3 separate regions of the Zea mays genome follow, and regions 2 and 3 are each linked to region 1. Evidence: chromatin contacts called from public Hi-C data. All regions are on one chromosome and are shown on one strand. The core of a region is the stretch at or near the end of the contact, and the rest is flanking DNA. Distances in the headings are between cores, read along the strand shown. Region 1 holds the start of LOC100282420 (golgi SNARE 12 protein). Region 2 has its middle 9.1 kb from the start of LOC100193730. Region 3 has its middle 6.6 kb from the start of LOC111591061.

Region 1 (2,781 bases), core at 101-2,600:
TTACGCCTCTATTGCTGACGGGAGAGAAGGGAGCGGATCTGGTGATCCGTGGTAACGTAGTTCTCAATAAAAACGAAGGGATGAACGTCCGGCTAGTTGTTGGAGATATCCACCAGTCACCACTCACCAGCTGCGGTTGTGGCAGAAGATGCCCAGATGTCGCCGCCCACCGTCCACACGTCGCCGGCCGCTTCGACTATTTACAGCCGTCGTCCGTAGGCTCCCTGCAGCGGCTTACCATGGTAGCGCTCGCGGGATAGCAGCGCGCTCACGCCCATCTCCAAGACCGCGGTCGGGTCCCCTGCCATGGCGTGCACAGCCTCGCGCATCTCTCCACGACCCTTGGAGATGGCGTGCTATTCGTGCCTGAAGAAGCGTGGTGCCTATCTGAATCGCTCAATAAATGAAGAGTGAAGCGTCTGTATCACGCTCTTGTTTGCAGCTGATGGCATTGGAGGCCAATACCTATAGAAAGTTGTTTGTTTAGAGTCTCTGTAGATTGCTCATGTGGAGCTTGTGTAGATTGCATTGGAGGCGTGAGTTCTGTTGGCTCATGTGAAGCCTGTAACCCTGAGATATGAAAGGAGGAATAAAGTACAGCTTGTTCATTTTGATTTTGATCAGAAATTGATTTTGTAACCAATATTGTTTGCACATTCAAGCAAATGCATTTGTACAGCTTGTTTGCAAATAAGAATAACAAAAACACTCAGAGCTTGTTTGCACATAAAAATACAGAGCCAACAGAGCCAAATTTCAGCTAACATCCAGTACTACTATTCAGTGTGCTTGTTTGCTTCTCCAAAAAAAAAACAGCAGCAAAAGGATCTTGGCTATGTGATCCTGAACTAGGAGGAAGAAAAGGAATCCAATGTCAGCTTGGCTATGTGAGCCTGAACCTGTCCTGGAGCATACAAACTGTTTTGAGCGGCAAATTCCATTTGATCCCAAACACACTACGTACATGACAACATCAAATTCCCTGCGTTTGTTGAGCGATTACAAACACCGTAGTAATCCTAGCCAACCGTCACGGCGACGGTGCGCGGCGGTCGGCGTGGGCGGCAGTTGATTGCCGTGTGCTGCAGTCGGTTGGCAGGGGTCGGTCGGCGAGGGCGCGGGTCGCCGGAGTGAGCGGCGATCGGATGGACCGTCCGCGTGGACGAATTCTGCAACATTGCAAGCGAGCGTGACGAGCTGAGCGTGGGGTTCTTTGAAAAAAGACCACCGTTGGTTGCCGGATGTGTGGACTTGATGCGCGTTGTGCATTTGTGCACGGGCGGTCGTTTGTGGACCCGATACGAGCCCTCGCCAAACACATCGGCGCATCAGGTTCGGCCACCACCAACCACCCGTTCCGCGCCCGTCCTCGACCCTCCCACCTATTCGCTCGCTCGCTCGCCGTCCGCGCCCGCGCGGGCCGCGAGATCTAGGCCAGTCGCCGCGGCCGTGGCCGCGGGCTGACGGGATCTCTGTCCTCCCGACACGACGAACCTCTAGGAAGGCGCCTAAGACGAGGAGGAAGCGGGGGCTATGGAGGCGTCTTCCTGGGACGCCGTTCGCAAGCAGGTGACCCGGCCCTCGGACCACACGCGCTTTTCTTTCCATCCGCAGTTCCATGGATCCTCTCGGTCCCGCTCTCGCCGTCTCGCGGCTGCGTAGCCCCGTATGGGCCACCCTAGTCTCTACTTGGGATCTGGCTCCCGTCAACTCCGCGATGGAGTGGGGATACAGGTGCGCAGAAGTGAGGAGGGACGATTTTAGAGGAGGCTGCTCTGTTGGTCGTCGAATTCCGTAGGGTACTCGTGTCGGGAGTAAATGCTGTGCCGAGAAAAGCTGAATTGGATTCGTTTCGATGATCCGTTAGTCTAGTTGTTCGCTTGTAACGTCATTTAGCATTTCTCCTAGTGAAGGGGCAACCTGTAGCAACGATGCACTGATTGCAGAATGCTATACTGTCTAGATTTCGTTTCCTGCTTCTCTAAACGAACCTTTCATTGACTTTCTCTGTCTTCCTAACGAAGCCATGTATGTTTACTGGTAATATGATTATAGTGGTTTAAGACTGCCAATGCTCGGAAACATGGCATACTGTATTAGCTAACTTTACGTCTTTGTGGTTTCATGATGCTGTAGGATACTCCTGTTTTTCTTGTCTTGTCTGATTAATGGTGTCTAAGGTTTAGCGTGTTTTGAATGGTTTATTGCCTCCCCTTTCAGGCAAGGAGGTTGGAAGCTCAGTTAGATGACCAAATGATTGCATACCGTAAATTGGTTTCTATGAAATCAGACGGTTCAGAGGACAACATTGAGTCTGATATAGAAAGATCACTGAAGCAGTTACAGCAAGTGAATTCGCAAATGCAAACTTGGGTATCATCAGGAGGTTCTGAAGTTCTTTCTCATACTCTGACTCGTCATATGGAGATTTTGCAAGACCTTACTCAGGTTCTGGTTGCCTCTTAGACTACTAAGTTCCATTCATCATAACTACTTTGAATGTACTGCTAAGAAAGCACCGTATATAACATGACTGTACTCCCATTTTGACACCATGATTTGTTTCATCAAATATAGGAATTCTATCGGCTTCGATCAAGTCTCAGGGCAAAACAACAGCATACTTCTCTCCTTGACTTGAGAGATTTTGACAGAGCAAAGTTTGATGTTGAGGAGCCGTCAGACTCAGCTGATCAAGTTCTTCTCAGGGAACAAGCTGCGATTGGCAGGAGTACTGGACAGGTACAAATATATCCTCCTTTCGGACAATCCTTCAACTGT
Region 2 (2,781 bases), core at 149-2,648, 780 kb after region 1:
GTTAGATATTTTTTTGGTTTCGTGCGTATGGTGTCCCTAGATGTCAACACTACAAGCGTCAATAATCACGAGGCCGTCCGTGTGGGGGGCTTGAACTACCGGATGGAGATAGATAGATAATCTTGGTCGTGGGGGAGGGAAAAAGAGCGAGGAAGGGAGCGACGCCAACACACGTTCTTCCACCTCCAAGAAGGAAGAATTTCGATCCTCATGATTGCACAGTTTCGGTAAGCTCTCTGCCAAAGGACTCGCTATGCGTCGGTTCGATTGGCATGCATGCAGGTGGCTGCACAGGCAGCGGTGTCCCTCGCTTCTCATCAAGGAACCCTACGAGGAAATTAAGCCAGCCGGGGGTACGACGCGGGGAGAGAGTTGCTGACCAATTTGAGGCTGGGACATTGCTCAAATGAATAAATGCAGGCGGACGTTCTTCTGGCGCTGGATAAAACGATGGTACTTACCGAGCACCAAAGTCTTTGGTTCAACTCGGCAAAAATGGTCCGGTCTTTGCGAGCGTTATTTTTCGTTGAGAGTGACACTCGATAAAATATTCTTTGTCGAGTGCCCATGATTTTATATTCGGCAAAGCTCGAGCACTCGATAAAGAGCACGTTTCTGACAGTGCCATGCATTACTCGGTATCACCAGCCTACGTAGCCATTCTTCCTAGGCATGGCGAAGTTGCGCGGGGCACGAGAGCTTGTGGAGCATGCATGCGCGCGGCGCCGATCGAGAGCGGAGTCCTTTATTTGGTGGCTAGCTACTAGCTCTCCACGAGCGTCGCGCCGGATGCGCCACCGCCTACAGGATGACGATGCCCGTGCTTTGTGCTGCCCGGAGGAGCTTACGGCAGAGGATCTCGTTGCATCTATCTGCCTCATGGCTGCACTGCATCCACACGCTGGAGGTGTGGCGCCGAGATCAGTTGCCTTCGGTCGTGATGCATGTCGCGAAATCTAGCTAGTGTTTGGTCTGGAATCTGGATTTGGCTAGTGTTTGGTCCTCACCAGTTTCGAATGGTTTTAGAAGGCTACGCGATCCCAGTGGCGGCTTGCCCTGTTGCCAAATCGATGTACAGCCAAAGCTGGGTAGCAGTTAATACAATAAGGGAGGGGGAGGAGGAACTGAAACTTTGTCTGGACATGCATGACAAAGGGGAAGTCTCTGGATGCATGAGCAAGGAACCTGTGTGTGTGTGTGTGATGATCATGCATGATGAACAACCGGCCATCATTTTGCGGCAACGACAAGCTGATGACGATGGGAGCACCGTCGAGAGGGTTTTATGGGCTGGGGATAGCGAAGAACTTGCCATTTCCTGTTGTTGGAGTCCAACTTGCCTTTTTGTTGGAGTTGGTGGGGTGGGGGGGACTTGGCAGCGAGCCCAGGTCGCTGACGCAGCGACGTAGCAGCAGCGAGCGAGCCAGCCAGCCAGCAGTTATCAGATGGGCCCAAACGAACGCCTCATGTCTCGTTTTGTCTGGACGCCAAGCAAAAAAACAATAAAAAAAGGGCGAAAGGATTTATCAGAGACCTTTTGGCCGTTTGCGATGCGGAGCAGATTGCAGCACGCTCACCTTGTCCTTTAGTTGAGAGTGGTCTGGATCTGGACACGCTGCTGCTACCAAATTAAACCAACGCTTTTCTTTGTCATGGATATGTACGTGTCAAGATGAAGACGGGGTCTGATCAGATCAGAGCCATGACCGTGACTGCACTCCCCCCCCCCCCCCCCCCCCCCCCCCCCCCCCCCCCCCCCCCCCCCCCCCCCCCCCCCGTTCGGTTTGGGCAGATGAGACTGAATCAACTGGCGTCAAAAGGGACGGGGGGATGGAAGATGACAAGGTTGAAGGCCTACTACAACAAACAACCCTACTGCAACGGATCACCGCCCTTGGTAGCAGGGGAGTCCCACACCTCAAACGGAGGACGGGGCCTTATCTTACCTACCAAGTGTTCCAAATAAAAGCGATCGCTGTCACCGCCGGGGTTTTATTATATATAATAATAATAATAGTTTTGGTTCCAGTCTCTCTCGGGATGCGTTTCATAACGGCTTTCCGCGATGTTGTTTTCTGCGATTCAGCGCTTGTAGTTGTTGTACCCCTGGCGAGAAACATCGCAATGGTGATATAGCCGAAATGCTGAACCTTCGCCAGCTTAACGCTCTCACTCACAGCACAAACGGCAACGCCGCGCGTGCCATCTGGACCACGCAATCTTAAACAATTCAATTCACCACACGTATACTATACGGCCCCGTATCTGTATCCTACCGATCCGTTCAGGCAAATCAAGGGCCGTTCCCCCCAGCATTTAAATCGACGGGCGACGACGCGGCGGTGTCGATCCCGCTCCATCGCCGATCCTCTAGAACAACGGCCAGGGGAAGAAAGTCCACCTCCGAACTGGGACACCTATTTACTTGCCACGCAGACTTCGCTCTCCCTCCATTGAATGCGCTTCCCTGCCGCTCGTGCCAAGCTCAACGCCGGGACACGTGGCAGGCAGGGCACGGCCTGGGATGCCCGACGGGAGCTTCAGTGGCTGGACCGCTGTCTGGATGCACCGGCGAGGCCGCCGTTGGCCTGGCGTGAGAGGTTTTATTAAGGGTGTGTCTGGTTTAATGTTAAAGTAGGATGAGGTAGGCCAACAACGTCCCTTCGATTTTTTAGAACTACGTTGCCACCAAAAATTCACAAATCTCCGTGTGACTCTCATCAAACATTATAGAAAACATGATCACCCCTTCCATCCCTCCCTGGACCGTAAATGTGGCAT
Region 3 (2,781 bases), core at 159-2,658, 590 kb before region 1:
AAAAAACTATGATCCAGACCAAAGCTTTTTAGAGCCTAAAAATATTATGGGATTGGTGAAACCATGGTCTAAGATAGAGTTTTTAGGTAGGTGTGCTCGTGAACACCTTTTGGCCTAAAATACCATGGTATGCTCTCGGGTCAATTTTTGCAAAAATAGATATTAGCTATATAATTTTGTAAAAGTTGAGTAGCATGTATACAATTTATCCATGCTCAAAATGCTATTGTCCTAGGACTAGAAAATAGTTTTCCAAACAGACCCTTAGGAGTTATGCAACACTTATGAGGTGTTTGGTTTGATGAATCACTCTATCCAAAATGAAGTGGTGCATCATAGATCCATTCTTCAAATTTGGTGGGATGACTCCATTCCACATATTAGTACTAAACAACTAACTATAAAGAATAAGGTGGTGATGAATTAACTCACTCTATTCCACAAACCAAACAAAAAAGTGAGGAGTGAGAAGATGATAGACTATATCATTTCTCAAACCAAACACTACATTAATGCAGTGCAAAATAGTTCATGGCCTACTACTGTGAGACGAGACATGAAAGTTACTATTTACTATCTGATTCACCGTGGTAGAGCAGATTACTATATACTTTTTAGACACTAACGTCATTTCGTTGTATCCATCAGATAACATACTTCGGCAGTCTTAATTTATAATCTGTTTGACTTTTTAACAAAGTCGATTTATTATTTTTTTGCAGAAATTGATACAATCAAAGCTCATACTACGACATTACAATAAAAATAAATAATAATTATAAAATTTATAAAATAAAACAAGCTGATTAAATCGGTAAAAAGTCAAACAAATTATAAATTGGAATAGAGAAAGTATTAAAATAACAATAAGACGTTCTGGGTTCTGGCAGCAAGCAGAACTTGGATTGAAGTATCAAATAATCACTAATAGAAAAGAGCTCAAAGCCTGCGGCACCCATAAATTATCACTGGCGGTTTCAGACTTTCAGTTACCGCGCGCCAGTAAAAAAACCAGGTGGACCCGGCTTGGGAACCGCTACTGGCCCCTAGCACTGGCGGCACTGAAAAACGACAGTACAAACAGCTCTAGAACCGCCACTATAGAGCCTCTGTGTACTAGTGAATGGAACAGTTTAGCCTTGACTTGTGTTCTTTTTTGAATGATACGCAACTGTACTAGGAGAAAAAACAAATCTTTTTTATCCAAGTTAGGTGTATATATAAGCAATATAGATTATCTTTACTAAGTCAAATATACTTCACATACAGATAGACATCATTGCTCTTGGTTACATACACTACGTGAGAAGAGCACGTCAACGGACGGACGACGCGTCCTAGGGTCATCACAAACACGGGTTTGCTGTGTCTACCATAGCGTATTAGCGTGTCGATCTGCTGTAAGGACCGCAACCTATCACATACGTGCAAAAAACACCGCGCCTGTGATGAGCACGTATCACAGACAGTGCAAAGACAACGCGCGCCTGTGATGACAAATTAAAAAACAAAAGAAAAAAAAATTGTGGTCTTATATATATCATACATGGCATCAGATTATATATAGTAGCCAATTGCTAATTAGCAATTGACTCATGAAGTAATATCAAAAGCCATCACAAGTCCCTCCAACAAACTGCAAGTAAACGTACTTTGCTACTGGAACTAAAAAGATAAGAAGCTTAATTCATATATATCAGCAGGATCTTATCTGCTTGATTGTGTTACAGCTTGTAAGAATATCTAAAATCACTGAAAAAAACTCCATGTTAGACAAAAACCTCTGCCTTCCCCTGACTGTTTTCATCCAGATCACCACGCACTAGTTGCAGTTGTGAATATGACGTTTCTCTGAATCCAAAAATAAAAAATATAAATAAACAAAAGATGAGTAAGAGCAAACTTGAGATAAATCATCACTTCTATGATATGAAAATCTAGCCGCTCGAGATGAATAAGATTGGACCTCACATCGTTGAAGTCCAGTTTAGGAGAGGTATGGCATAATCTATGGACAGTTAACCACATAGGAAAAAGGCTACACTGAAAACTAGTGTATGAAGATTAGAATTACTCTTTTTTTAAAGGAAGCGGCAAAAGACTTGCCTCATCAATATATTAGAAGAGAAATAGATACTGAAGACTGAGCAAAAGAAAAAACAAAAAAAGAGAAAAACATACACTAACTCAATCTAACATACACTAAAACTCACAATTTGATCTTTCACCAATTGCATACACTAAAACTCACAATTTGATCTTTCACCAATTGCATAACCTGGATAGCAGATCTTTGAAGTCTATGAAAGATTCTGTTATTTCTTTCTAACCATATATTCCACCAGAAAGAGATGAGGAGTCCATCGAAAATCTTCTTTGACTCCTTGCAGCAACGATTCCTTAATCTCTTCCACCAATCATACAACTACAACGACCCGGGGTTAGAAACGACACTTAGAAAGAACAGATTGGCCCAAGATAGGATCATGTTCCAAACCTCTACAAAAACGGGCAGTCTTTGCCTAAATGAGGCATAGTTTCTTGTGATAAGTTGCAAAGACAACAAATTGGATTGCAAGGCCATCCTCGCTTTTGTAGGTTGTCTGCAGTCAAAATTATGTTATACAACATGGTCCATACGAAAAAACGACATTTTGGCTCAATTCTCGCTTTCCATATAGGAGAAATTTTGATTTTACAAAAATTCGTTGTGAACTGAATTTTGTATGCACTACTTGAACTGTAACTCCACCTCCATAAAATAGTATCGTCGAGATCATT

The links. A called contact is a pair of places that touch in the nucleus more often than the background predicts.
Region 2: a Hi-C map of ear shows a contact between it and region 1, with 2.6 times the contacts expected there. The contact joins the enhancer-like site here to the promoter of LOC100282420 in region 1. A contact is called at or near these places in 2 of 25 Hi-C or Micro-C datasets (ear and tassel).
Region 3: a contact with region 1 is called in a Hi-C map of leaf mesophyll, with 2.4 times the contacts expected there. The contact joins the enhancer-like site here to the promoter of LOC100282420 in region 1. A contact is called at or near these places in 3 of 25 Hi-C or Micro-C datasets (leaf and leaf mesophyll).

Annotation. Positions count from the first base shown.
Region 1 is chr2:185,718,298-185,721,078 of Zm-B73-REFERENCE-NAM-5.0, forward strand. LOC100282420 (golgi SNARE 12 protein) reads left to right here and starts at 1,351. Exons shown (of 5, transcript NM_001155331.1): 1 at 1,351-1,569; 2 at 2,221-2,448; 3 at 2,578-2,742. The coding sequence starts at 1,534.
Region 2 is chr2:186,503,218-186,505,998 of Zm-B73-REFERENCE-NAM-5.0, forward strand. No RefSeq gene overlaps it. Among protein-coding and RNA genes, the nearest start is that of LOC100193730, 9.1 kb to the right of the region's middle. Within about 2 kb of position 1,399, at least 20 of the 20 cell types and tissues checked have an H3K27ac peak or open chromatin away from gene starts, as enhancers often do. A contact at or near this core is called in ear and tassel, where this site is marked.
Region 3 is chr2:185,130,968-185,133,748 of Zm-B73-REFERENCE-NAM-5.0, forward strand. No RefSeq gene overlaps it. Among protein-coding and RNA genes, the nearest start is that of LOC111591061, 6.6 kb to the left of the region's middle. Within about 2 kb of position 1,409, at least 6 of the 20 cell types and tissues checked have an H3K27ac peak or open chromatin away from gene starts, as enhancers often do. A contact at or near this core is called in leaf and leaf mesophyll, where this site is marked.